Regions from separate parts of the Zea mays genome. Here regions 1 and 2 are each linked to region 3. Evidence: chromatin contacts called from public Hi-C data. All regions are on one chromosome and are shown on one strand. The core of a region is the stretch at or near the end of the contact, and the rest is flanking DNA. Distances in the headings are between cores, read along the strand shown. Region 1 has its middle 160 kb from the start of LOC100383493. Region 2 holds the start of LOC109941412 (receptor like protein kinase S.2). Region 3 holds the start of LOC100383493.

Evidence for each region. Hi-C and Micro-C count contacts between places; a contact is called where the count stands out from the background.
Region 1: a Hi-C map of leaf shows a contact between it and region 3, with 5 times the contacts expected there. The contact joins the enhancer-like site here to the promoter of LOC100383493 in region 3. A contact is called at or near these places in 7 of 25 Hi-C or Micro-C datasets (ear, leaf, seedling and 1 more) and 1 of 3 datasets of contacts at active chromatin or transcription factors (leaf).
Region 2: a Hi-C map of leaf shows a contact between it and region 3, with 6 times the contacts expected there. The contact joins the promoter of LOC109941412 here to the promoter of LOC100383493 in region 3. A contact is called at or near these places in 15 of 25 Hi-C or Micro-C datasets (bundle sheath, ear, endosperm and 5 more) and 1 of 3 datasets of contacts at active chromatin or transcription factors (leaf).

What each region holds. Positions count from the first base shown.
Region 1 is chr8:76,732,031-76,735,605 of Zm-B73-REFERENCE-NAM-5.0, forward strand. It overlaps the pseudogene LOC103637028. Among protein-coding and RNA genes, the nearest start is that of LOC100383493, 160 kb to the left of the region's middle. Within about 2 kb of position 1,296, at least 17 of the 20 cell types and tissues checked have an H3K27ac peak or open chromatin away from gene starts, as enhancers often do. A contact at or near this core is called in ear, leaf, seedling and 1 more, where this site is marked.
Region 2 is chr8:76,371,570-76,375,186 of Zm-B73-REFERENCE-NAM-5.0, forward strand. LOC109941412 (receptor like protein kinase S.2) reads right to left here and starts at 1,531. Exons shown (of 1, transcript NM_001412149.1): 1 at 1-1,531. The coding sequence starts at 1,319. It overlaps LOC100282455, which reads left to right and starts at 2,250. Exons shown (of 2, transcript NR_178050.1): 1 at 2,250-2,385.
Region 3 is chr8:76,577,087-76,580,184 of Zm-B73-REFERENCE-NAM-5.0, forward strand. LOC100383493 reads right to left here and starts at 1,586. Exons shown (of 16, transcript NM_001176141.1): 1 at 1,264-1,586; 2 at 692-831; 3 at 456-544; 4 at 319-354; 5 at 57-150. The coding sequence starts at 1,475.

The DNA of each region.
Region 1 (3,575 bases), core at 46-2,545, 150 kb after region 3:
AAAGGATGAAGGACTGCCACACGCGCGCGCGCGCCGCCGCCGCCGCCGGCTCGTGGCTGTAGATCGGACCTTGGTCCGAATATTCCTTTCAAACGGTTTCGCATTTTGCCTGGAGCGATGACCGTCATGATAACCGTCTGTTTCCTGTCTTATGGCTAGTAACGGACGTCAGTTACTGTCGTCAGTTTCTAGTTCTAATGCGCGACCGTTTCTGTCCGTTGTTCTTCTCCCTCCTTCTGACCGCCTATAAGAATAGAGAGGGAGGGCTCTTCCAGTTATGCGAATTATCTCACGCGAATTGCAAACAACACATTCCCGTCCCATCTTCTGCGAGCACAGAGAGAGTGGGAGAGCAGGCCTCCGAAATCACCGACCGCAGAGATACACTTGCACGGGTGTGCGGGCGATCAGATTTTTGGGGAGCGTCTTCGCGACTGCTCGCGTGACCTGTTTGTCCAGCTGCTTCGTTCACAGCTTGCTGTTCGTCGCCTTCCCGAGTTGACGCGTGCTGCTGTTCTTCTTCCCGGCGACCGTTCGAGGGACTGCACAGCGTACATCTTCCTGCACCGACTTCGTACGGCTACATCGAACAAACACACGAGATGTCTCGTGTGAATGGAGCCACTGATGCCTTGAGCATCGGTCCCTCCGCTGGGTACACTCTGTTCTTCGTATTTGTGCATGTTTCATTGCTGTTTACTGCTTATGCGAGTAGTTATACACACATGCACATACATGTCATCACATATATCGCACTGTTTTTCTGGATTAAATTAAAACTAAAAATGCCTAACTTTCTAACAGAGTGTCCGAAAAGAACACTCGGTAAAATATTTGGCACTCGCTAAAGAGCCGAATTCCGGTAGTGAATAGAGAGGTGACCGGTCATTTGGAGCATTGTGCTAGTTTAAAATAATCTGGAAGTGATAGGACTATTGCTTACCAACTGACAGTGCATCAACCACACTTCACCACATGTAACTTTGCTGACAATATCTCTGGGAGCACCAAAATCTGTGCGACGTTTGAAAAGAGATGGAGGGGCAGTGCACTGCACTGTACGTGCGTGTCGCGCTCTCACTCTAGGGCCACTGCACAAGCTAAGCTTCTGACTCACTGCGGCATGCCACGATGGAGTGAGTGGTGCACAATTTACCAGCCTCGACATGCATCCTCCACCCAATCACAATTCACAACATAAAAAATGTGACGTTTAGGTTTTAGGTCGTGTGCTGGCTGGTGCACGTGCTACCTACCTCTCTCGTCCTCCTTCCATGCCATGCATGCACGGGCATGATTATTGGGATGGAGGCCCACCCACCACGGATGAAATCGGGCCGGCCGGGCCTCTTCATGGCACTAGCACTACCATTGGTTTTGGTTCGATTGCTTATTGGGCCACTGACACTACCATTGGTTTGCACCAGCACGGATGCAAAATCCAAGGGCTACTTGTATTCGTCAGGCAGCCATGATGATAACGACTGTCTGGAGATCGGCGGGTGTGGTGTGGTGTGGTGTGCTGCCCTAGCTACGGCTCTCTGCTGCGACGGCGGATCGCTAGCGTCGTCTGATACGGAGGAGGCTCCGCCGTGCCTGGAGTCTGGAGACGGCAAAGACGAGGTCCTTGACGCCATCGCCGGAGGCGCGGAGGTGCGCGAGGATCTTGCCGAACTTCGCCCTGGGCCGCTGCGTGACGGCGATGTTGGAACCGGACCGCCGACACACGGCGTGTCCGTCCGGGCCGCCCGCACACACGGCGCGGCCACCCAGGTTGTCGGGCCGCGACACACGCGCCCGCACGTATAGCAGCGGGCTTTAGGTCTCTTGGGCCAACACTCCCCCAAAAAGCTAGCCTGTCAGAGGGTTGCGCCCTTAACCTTATAAACCATGCTATCACACTCTCACCACACAATGTGGGACTATTCCCAACAATCTCCCCCTCACACATTGTGAGCCGAGATTTGTCTGAGAATGCACTGGGCCAACCTGGCTCTGATACCAATTGTTGGAACCGGACTGCCGACACACGGCGTGTCCGTCGGGGCCGCCCGCACACACGGCGCGCCCACCCAGGCTGTCGGGCCGCGACACACGCGCCCGCACGTATAGCAGCGGGCTTTAGGTCTCTTGGGCCAACACTCCCCCAAAAAGCTAGCCTGTCAGAGGGTTGCGCCCTTAACCTTATAAACCATGCTATCACACTCTCACCACACAATGTGGGACTATTCCCAACAGGCGATGGACATACACGTCGTTGGGGAACAGGTCCTTGCGCACGAACGCGCGGTACATGGTGGTCACCAGCACGCCAGCGACGGTGACGGTGGCCACCCCGGACAGCCCCACGGCCAGCGCCCGGGTGAGTACGTTGGTCACCGCAGACGCGTACACGGCCGTCGCGATGGCCACGCTCGTCATCGGGAACGTGTACGCCCACCATATGCCAGCGAGAAGCGGACGCCTCGGAACAGGTTGAGGCGCACCACCAGCGACATGTAGAGGAAGAGGGATGTGAAGTAGAAGATCTTGGCCACGTAGTTGAAGTCGCCGCACAGCCTTGCCCAGCCGACGGACGCGATGCTAGGCGCGGCGATGAAGAGGATGAAGACCGGGTGGAGCTCCCCTGGGAAGCTACGCGTTGGTGGGGAGCCTCTGGTACAGCGTCACGAACAGCACCAGGTAGTGCATCACCCCGACGGCGAAGAAGAAGATGGGCACCTCGCGGAGCCCCATCTTGGCGCCCAGCAGCGTGCCCAAGAAGTTGCCCACCACAACGAGGTGGTTGGTCGGGGTGGCCACCTTGGACAGCCGCCGGTCCCGGACATCCACTGCCTGTAGATCTTGAGGTCCAGGAGGAAGATGGGCGTCATTGAGTATTGCAATAACTATAATCATTAGTTCATAGAGAGAAGGGTGTTTGTTTTCATTACCATACGATTGTTTTATTGTGGTATAAGTTGCAACTGAATATATTGAATAAGAAACGCACCAAATATGTTCTCTGTTACAAAGAGATTTGGAAAGGGAAAGGCGGTTAACCGTTTGTACCATGGGACCGAAGCCAACTGCATTAGTGAGTTGCGTATGCGTAAATTTGTTTTTCACAGTTTATGTGGTCATTTAAGGACCCATGGACTTTTAGTGGACTCTATCAATGTCTCAATTGAAGAACGGGTAGCCATGTTTATGAAATTTGTTGGCCATTGATGCATAGATATAGATCTGTTTGTTTTGAATTATTGCGGTCTAGAGAGACAGAGAGACAGTTAGTAGGTAGTTTAATGTTGTTTTAGATGCTCTATGTGTCCTATCACGTGACCTCATTTACCATGAGATCCATAGAGACTCATCCAAAGATTTCTAATAGCTCGGGAAGGTTTCATCCATATTCTGAGGTAAGATATATATATAATTGAATCCATCCTTATATCACCCTTTAACATGTACTAATAAAATTATGTTTTTTCATTGTTGTTAGACATGTATTAGAGCACTTGATGGCACACATGTACCAACATGGGTTCCTATATATATACAAGATAGGTTCAGGGGTAGAAAACACTACCCAACAC
Region 2 (3,617 bases), core at 281-2,780, 210 kb before region 3:
ACCACCCACCTCATGGTCGGACGCGCCCTGGGGTCGTGCAGCGAGCAGAGGAGACCGAGGTGCATGAGCCGCGCGACGTCGAACAGCGCAGAGGCGCCGTCCGGCAGCTTCGCGTCCGCGGCGTTGAGCAGCTTGCCCTCGTCCGACAGCCGCCGCACCCAGTCGAGCATGAAGATCTGGTCGTCGGGGTACGCCAGGTCGACGGCGCGCCGCCCCGTGGCCACCTCCAGGAGCACGATGCCGAAGCTGAAGACGTCGGACTTGGCGGTGCCGCCGGCGGCCCGGCGATGGAAGCTCTCAGGCGGCAGGTACCCGATGGTCCCGCCGATGCGGCTGGTGTCCATGAGCCGGAATTGGTAGTTGGCCGAGACCGCGGCCGAGGCAGATGACGACGACAGGCGCAGGGACGGTGGCGACGCCTCCGGGTGCAGCGGGTTCAGGGCGTCGTCGGCGCCCACCGCGTGCTCGAGCCAGCGGGCGAGGCCGAAGTCGCCGAGCCGTGCGTTGTACTCGGAGTCGAGCATGACGTTGCTGGTCTTGACGTCGCGGTGGATGATCTGCGTGTCCAGCTGCTCGTGAAGGTAGAAGAGCGCGGCGGCGAGCCCGGCGACGATGCGGCGGCGGCGGTCCCAGCTGAGCCGCGGAGCCGAGGCCGGGGCCGCGGCCTTGGGCGGCGCGAAGAGCAGGCGGTCGAGGCTGCGGTTGGGCATGTAGTCGTAGACTAGCATGAGCTCCTCCCCGGCGCGCACGCACCAGCCGCGGAGGCGCACCAGGTTGCGATGCCGCAGCCTGGCCACGGCCGCGAGCTCGGCCAGGAACGACTTGTCGCTGCGGGCGCCCGCGCTGCTGGCTGCGACGCACTTGACGGCCACCGTGGTGCCGTCGCTGGGCAGAACGGCGCGGTACACCCGGCCGAATCCCCCGCTGCCGAGTACCTCCGCGTCGCTGAACCCGCGCGTCCCGATGTAGAGCTCCGAGTAGCTGAATATCCTGGGCCCGCCGCCCGCGAGCTGCTTCCTGCCGGCGACGTCGTCGACCACGCCGGCGATGTCCTCGAACGCCGCCGCCTTTTCCGAAGAGTCGTCGTGCCACCGGCCGGCGCCGCGGCAGCAGGGCCGGGGCCGCCAGCGGCGGAGGCACGACAACAGGCGGACGGCCGTGGTGCGGGCGTACGACCCGGCCGTCTCGAGTTCCAGGGACGCCACCCTAGCCGGGCTGCGCCGCGCCGGCCCCTCCGGGTGGGACGCCGGTGGGACGGCCTCGTCGGCGTCCATCGGCAGCACGAAGCAGAGACGGCGCAGCGACAACGACGACGACATGGCCGGGCACCGGACAGGCAGGCAGTGCTAAATGCTAACTATGGAGTGGCTAGCGATTAGCTAGTGCAACTCCCACTCATGGTAAGCGGTGGTGGTGCGCTTAGTGCGCGTGGGGGAAGGAAATTAAAAGCGCAAGCACGGGGTGGAGGCTTCCATTCCACTGAGCGTTGGAAACCTGGAACGGATGAATTGGGATAGGGAACGGAGGTGGGTTTACGGGTGTGAAGGGACCGCCCCTGGGCAGGTGGGGAAGATGGCCAAAAGCCAAGCTCTGTGGCGTGTGCACGGCGGCGATAGTAACGTGAGCTGTGAGGTGGGCGTGCTGGTAGGTGGCTCTCTATCGCGGTTGACTTGGCATGCAGGTGGAGCCGGAGTTCCCGCCAAAAGGAAGGGGCGTCACCGTCCCGTCTTCCTCGTCTTTCACCGCCTTGCCGCGATGGAATGGAATACGTAATCGACCGCCAAAAAAAAAAAAGGAGCGTCACCCTCTGACTCATCTTTCATATCCACACTTTTTTAATCCCAATACGTACTTCCTCTATTTTAAATCAAAAACACAGGACGTTTTCGTATTTTATATAATTTTTATTATGCACTAAGATACACATGTGTTTGGATATATAGTAAAAACAGTATATTTATGTATACATAAGCTAAAAAAACTTATAGTTATAGTTTAGAACCAAGTGAATAGGAATACAAAGCGTGTCTAACCGCGAGTAATACTGATACAACAAGAGGAATAGGTTTTGTTGGGCCTGTTCACTGCTGTCGTTTGCACAGTAACTTCTCCTGATCCTCGGCCTTCAAGAAGCCGTCGAGGCCTGCACAGCCCACCTCGGGATTGGCTGAAGGCCCATCAAGCCCGCGAGTCCGAGTCGCGGCCTTCCCGTTTCCTTCCCAAAAGGGTCCTCATCGTCCTCTCCCGTCCGAGTGCCCTAGTAACCCTAGCCGCCTGAGGCCGACGCCAACTCTCTCCTGACCGCAACGGGGAACTCGCCCCCCGCCTCCGCCACCGCGCCGGTCGCCGACCCACTCAGATGAACACGTCTCCGTCCAGATACAGGTACGCTTCGGCTGCACCTGCACCTCTCTCTTCCCCCTTCAATTCCGCCGTAGAATCTTCCTTCCCCCTGACCCTGAACCCTAGTACCAACCTTTTTCTCCGGGACCCGAAACAGTCCATCCGGCTCGTCGAAGCTTCGTTCGTTAGGTTTGTCTTTCGCGTGGTGGGTGGGAAACTGGGAATCCACAGCGGTATCCGCCCCTGGTGGTGTGGTGCTCCAACGATCTGCCGCTCTATGCGATTCGTCCTATAAGATAAGAGTGCTCATGGGAAATTACCGGGCACCGAAACACCCCAGCACGATTCTGTGCTGGGTAGATTTATTGTGTACCGGTTGATTAGTTGGCAGGATTTTATTCGTATCGAAAAATATTATTATAGACAATTGATGACATAATACTGCCATTCATTCTACTCTGTTACCACACAGCATGTGGTCCTCGATTAATACTTGCATCCAGTCTACTCTACTGTCACACATTGCATACACAGCTTTGACATTTTTCTTTGTCTTGCTCTTCATCCAGTGACAAATCTCTGTTGGGTTCCCCTTTAGAACCGCTGTATGGTGAACTGATGTAATCATGTAAAACGAACAAGGGGACATATTTTATGCTCATGAAACCTTCGTGCTCATATTTGCATTTTAAATCTGGTGCGTTTATGAGCAATCCAACGTTAAGGTGAGAGATTGAGAGGTGATAAATGGACAATTGTCATCAAAGCTAAGATACGAGGGGGTAAATAAAAGTTATCGATCGCCGTTGGATTGCTTATAGACACACCAGATTTTAAGTGTTCATATGATCGTAGAGACTATGTGAACACACGATACATTCCCAACGAACAAATATATTATCCTAGGAAATTTTAGCTACAGAGTCAGCATTGATATTCTGATGCACTGAAACATGAACTTAAGTGCTCAGAGAAAACTCCCCAGTCATTGATAAAAAATTGCCTTTACTTATATGTTGCCAACAGTAACTTTATTGGGGCACAAATTTCACTGCGCTTTGCTTGTTTAGTATCCTTTCTGTCAATCCTATTATTATTTCTTTCCTCCGCAGTTATATTTACATTCAGGTTATTATTTGAAATTGGGATTGAGAGATGGGGGTTGTTCTCCTTTCTTTTTTCTCTTTTTTGGGACTCTGGATTATCTGAAGGGCAATGATGGGAGGCTGGGGGGGTTCGGATGGGTACGAGGGATCAAAGAGGACGCGAATGAT
Region 3 (3,098 bases), core at 336-2,835:
TTATAAAATGCGAGAAACAACAAATAAAACAAAGGGAATCTGTAAGCCTTAACTACCTATAGGCCCATCCTTCTTAGGATATGCCATAAAGGATCCAATGAGATCAGACATCCTCCCGAACGTGGTCTCAGCCACAGATTGATTGCGGGCCTGCAGAAGCAAGTCAATAACAAACTCATTGTTATGGGTCCTGTAAAATAACTGATTAACTATACCAGTGTCGCCGGATCTCGTGTTAGAAAAACAAAAGGAGGATCCGAGGAGATGAATCAGCGTTTATTCTTTCCAGCAAAAATGCTCTGGAACTGTGTGACCCACCGTGGCTTTTGTGGAGCCCCCGTATTTGCTCTGGATCTGCAAGAGTCATTCAGCGGCACAGGATTCAGAACACGGCACGGCAAAGCAACCGCAAGGCCAAGAATCACGATGGCAACAGTTCCCAGCTGCTCACTCACCCGAAGAGAGAAGTCGGTGGCGTCCAGAATTAGTAAGCGCGCCTTGAAGTAGTGGGACAGAGCTTTCGCGAGCGACTGCAGGTAGGCCTCTGCAGAGACAGCAGCCAACAAGGTCATCATGCATCAGCGAAACAGGGGGATACAAGTGGCCACAGTACCCTCTGCCCACACGCAAGCAGCGAGCGGGGGTGGTTGTTGTTCTTGCGGCCAGGGACCGGCGGACGACGGAAACGAACCTGTGGGGCCGGAGAGCAGGATGGCGTGGCTGGCGGCGGAGAGGTTCCGGACGTGCTTCAGCAGCTCCGCGTTCTTGAGGTGGACGAAAGCCGCGCTGATGAGCACCTCCCTCGTCTGATCGCTGCAGGCAATCACACCACTACCTCAATCGCTGTCGGTGCTAGTGCCATCGTAGTAATAATGATAACAAACAAACAAACAAAGAAAAAAACTGAAGAAGCCATGTGCTGCGGCCTTTTGTGGATCAAGTAAACCCCTCTTGCTTTTGCTTTTTTCTAGAACACGGCTCCGATCGTGCCTACCTGCCGCAGCCGTACTGCTAGTACGAGCCGCTAGTCCGCAACAGCAGAGGAAACTAGTGGCACTTGTACTCGAGTGGAGTGGGGAAGCCATCTGAACAGATTCATCGAGAAGACAAGGCCTGCAGCAGCGCCGCAGATCGGTGCGTCTCGGGTGATGCGGCTGCGCCAAATCGGATCGCACTACGGAAGCCAGCCAACCGGATCTTCCTCGAACCCTACCCAGGCCGGCCACCAACCGAATCGAACTCGACGGGGTTAGTATGACCTACCTGAGGTAGTAGGGGAACTCGTCGAAGGTGACGTCGCTCTCGGGGCCGTCCAGGACCAGCCGCCGCAGCTCGGCCTCCAACTCCGCGGCGCCGGCTCCGAGACCGTCGCCTCCGTTCGGCGCCGGCTGTACTGCCCACTTGGCCGACGCAAGCCCCAGACCCACGCCGACGCCGACGCCCAGGGCCGACACCAGCAGGCTCCTCTGCTCCATGGCCGTCGTCGGAATTCGAATGCCTGCCCCGATTGATCGCCCGTCGCACGCTCGCTGGCTGTCGTCGGAGAGCGAAGAGGTGGAGCGCCAAGTGGGGTGTGCGCGTTTGTGCGGGTGGGGAAATGAGCCATGGCGGACGGGGGTGGGTGGGTTTATATAGGGAGGCGGCGGGCGGCGGGCTGGCGGGCGGAGTGAGAGAGAGAGAGAGAATAAAGTTTTTTATTTTGCGGGTCTCGTGGAAAGCAACTTTTTTGCAGGTTGCTGAGTTGGTGCTGTTTCAGCGCAACGCTGGCTACTTGTTGCGTACCGCTTTTTATTTATTTCCATATTCATTTATTTCTACCATTTCATCATTTTTTATTTGATTCTAGGAGAGTTGCCCACATCCATCCTAGATGGAGCACACCTTGTCAACATTGCTTTGGTACGTCAACTTTTGGAGGCTCCCTTGAGTAGGCTTTTTTTATCAGTTTAGGGAGTGTTTGGTTACTAGGGACTAATTTTTAGTGCCTCCATTTTATTCCACTTTGATCTATAAATTGCAAAATACGGAAACTATAACTCTATTTTAGTTTCCGTATTTGACAATTTAGGGTCTAAAGTGGAATAAAATGGAGGGACTAAAAATTAGTCCCACTAACCAAACACCCTATTAGTCATTAGTGGTATTGTAATGGGCATATGCGACGATAAAACAACACGATTTCCGGTTTATCGTGGGTTTTCTAGAGATAAATGGCTCGCTCCTATGGTCACTTTGGCAGTGAGCTAGCTCTCTAGCTTCGGCTTTGATGTTGTAATGATATCAGAAGCAAGCGCTTATAGTGGCCATCAACGAGTAGAGGAATATCTCGACATGGGCGTATACCACAACTTCAAGTGTTCCTAACTACCGTGGCTATCAGTGTCGTTATCAATTCGAAGAATTGCGACGTAGGGTGATCCTCTCTTCTCCTAGAGCAACCGATGAGCAAGCAAGTATCCTCGTGGTTTTCCTGCAACCCTCGACTATAGAAGGATGCATGCGAAAGCATTATGAGTTACTCCCACTTCGAATTTTTTGGGTGGAGTAGCTGATGACTACAAGTGTGGAGATTCAAACTATGCTACATCCCTGTTGTTGTGGGATGTTAGTGGTAGTTTACTAGTCCGCAATCTAGTATATGCAAAGTGTCAGTTGAGTGATTGCTTGTCTACTCAAATTCACCTAAAGTTTCTCATGCACAAGCACATTTGTCTTCTTTGTTGTACTAGTTCACAATCAGATATGGGTATGCCCCTACTATCCTCCTTGACGAGTCCTTGTAATTGTGCATCTAGTAATACATGTTCGACTTGGTTTGAGTCGATTCTCTACTTAATTGTGCATTTTCTTGTATGTTTTACGAGTATTTAGACCCAATGGGTCCACTATCAACAAGTGTGGTGTATAGTTGGATCTACTACCATAGGCCCTATAGGTTTTGATTGGCAAATTCAAGTGTTGTCGTTTCAATCGAAGGGTTTGTACTTTGTGGTCCCGCATTTGAGTAGTTTCCACTTTCAAAGCCATTAGTTGAACAATGGGCACATATACGGCTGGATAATGGTGCATATTATTCTTCAAGTTAGAATCAGGTAGAA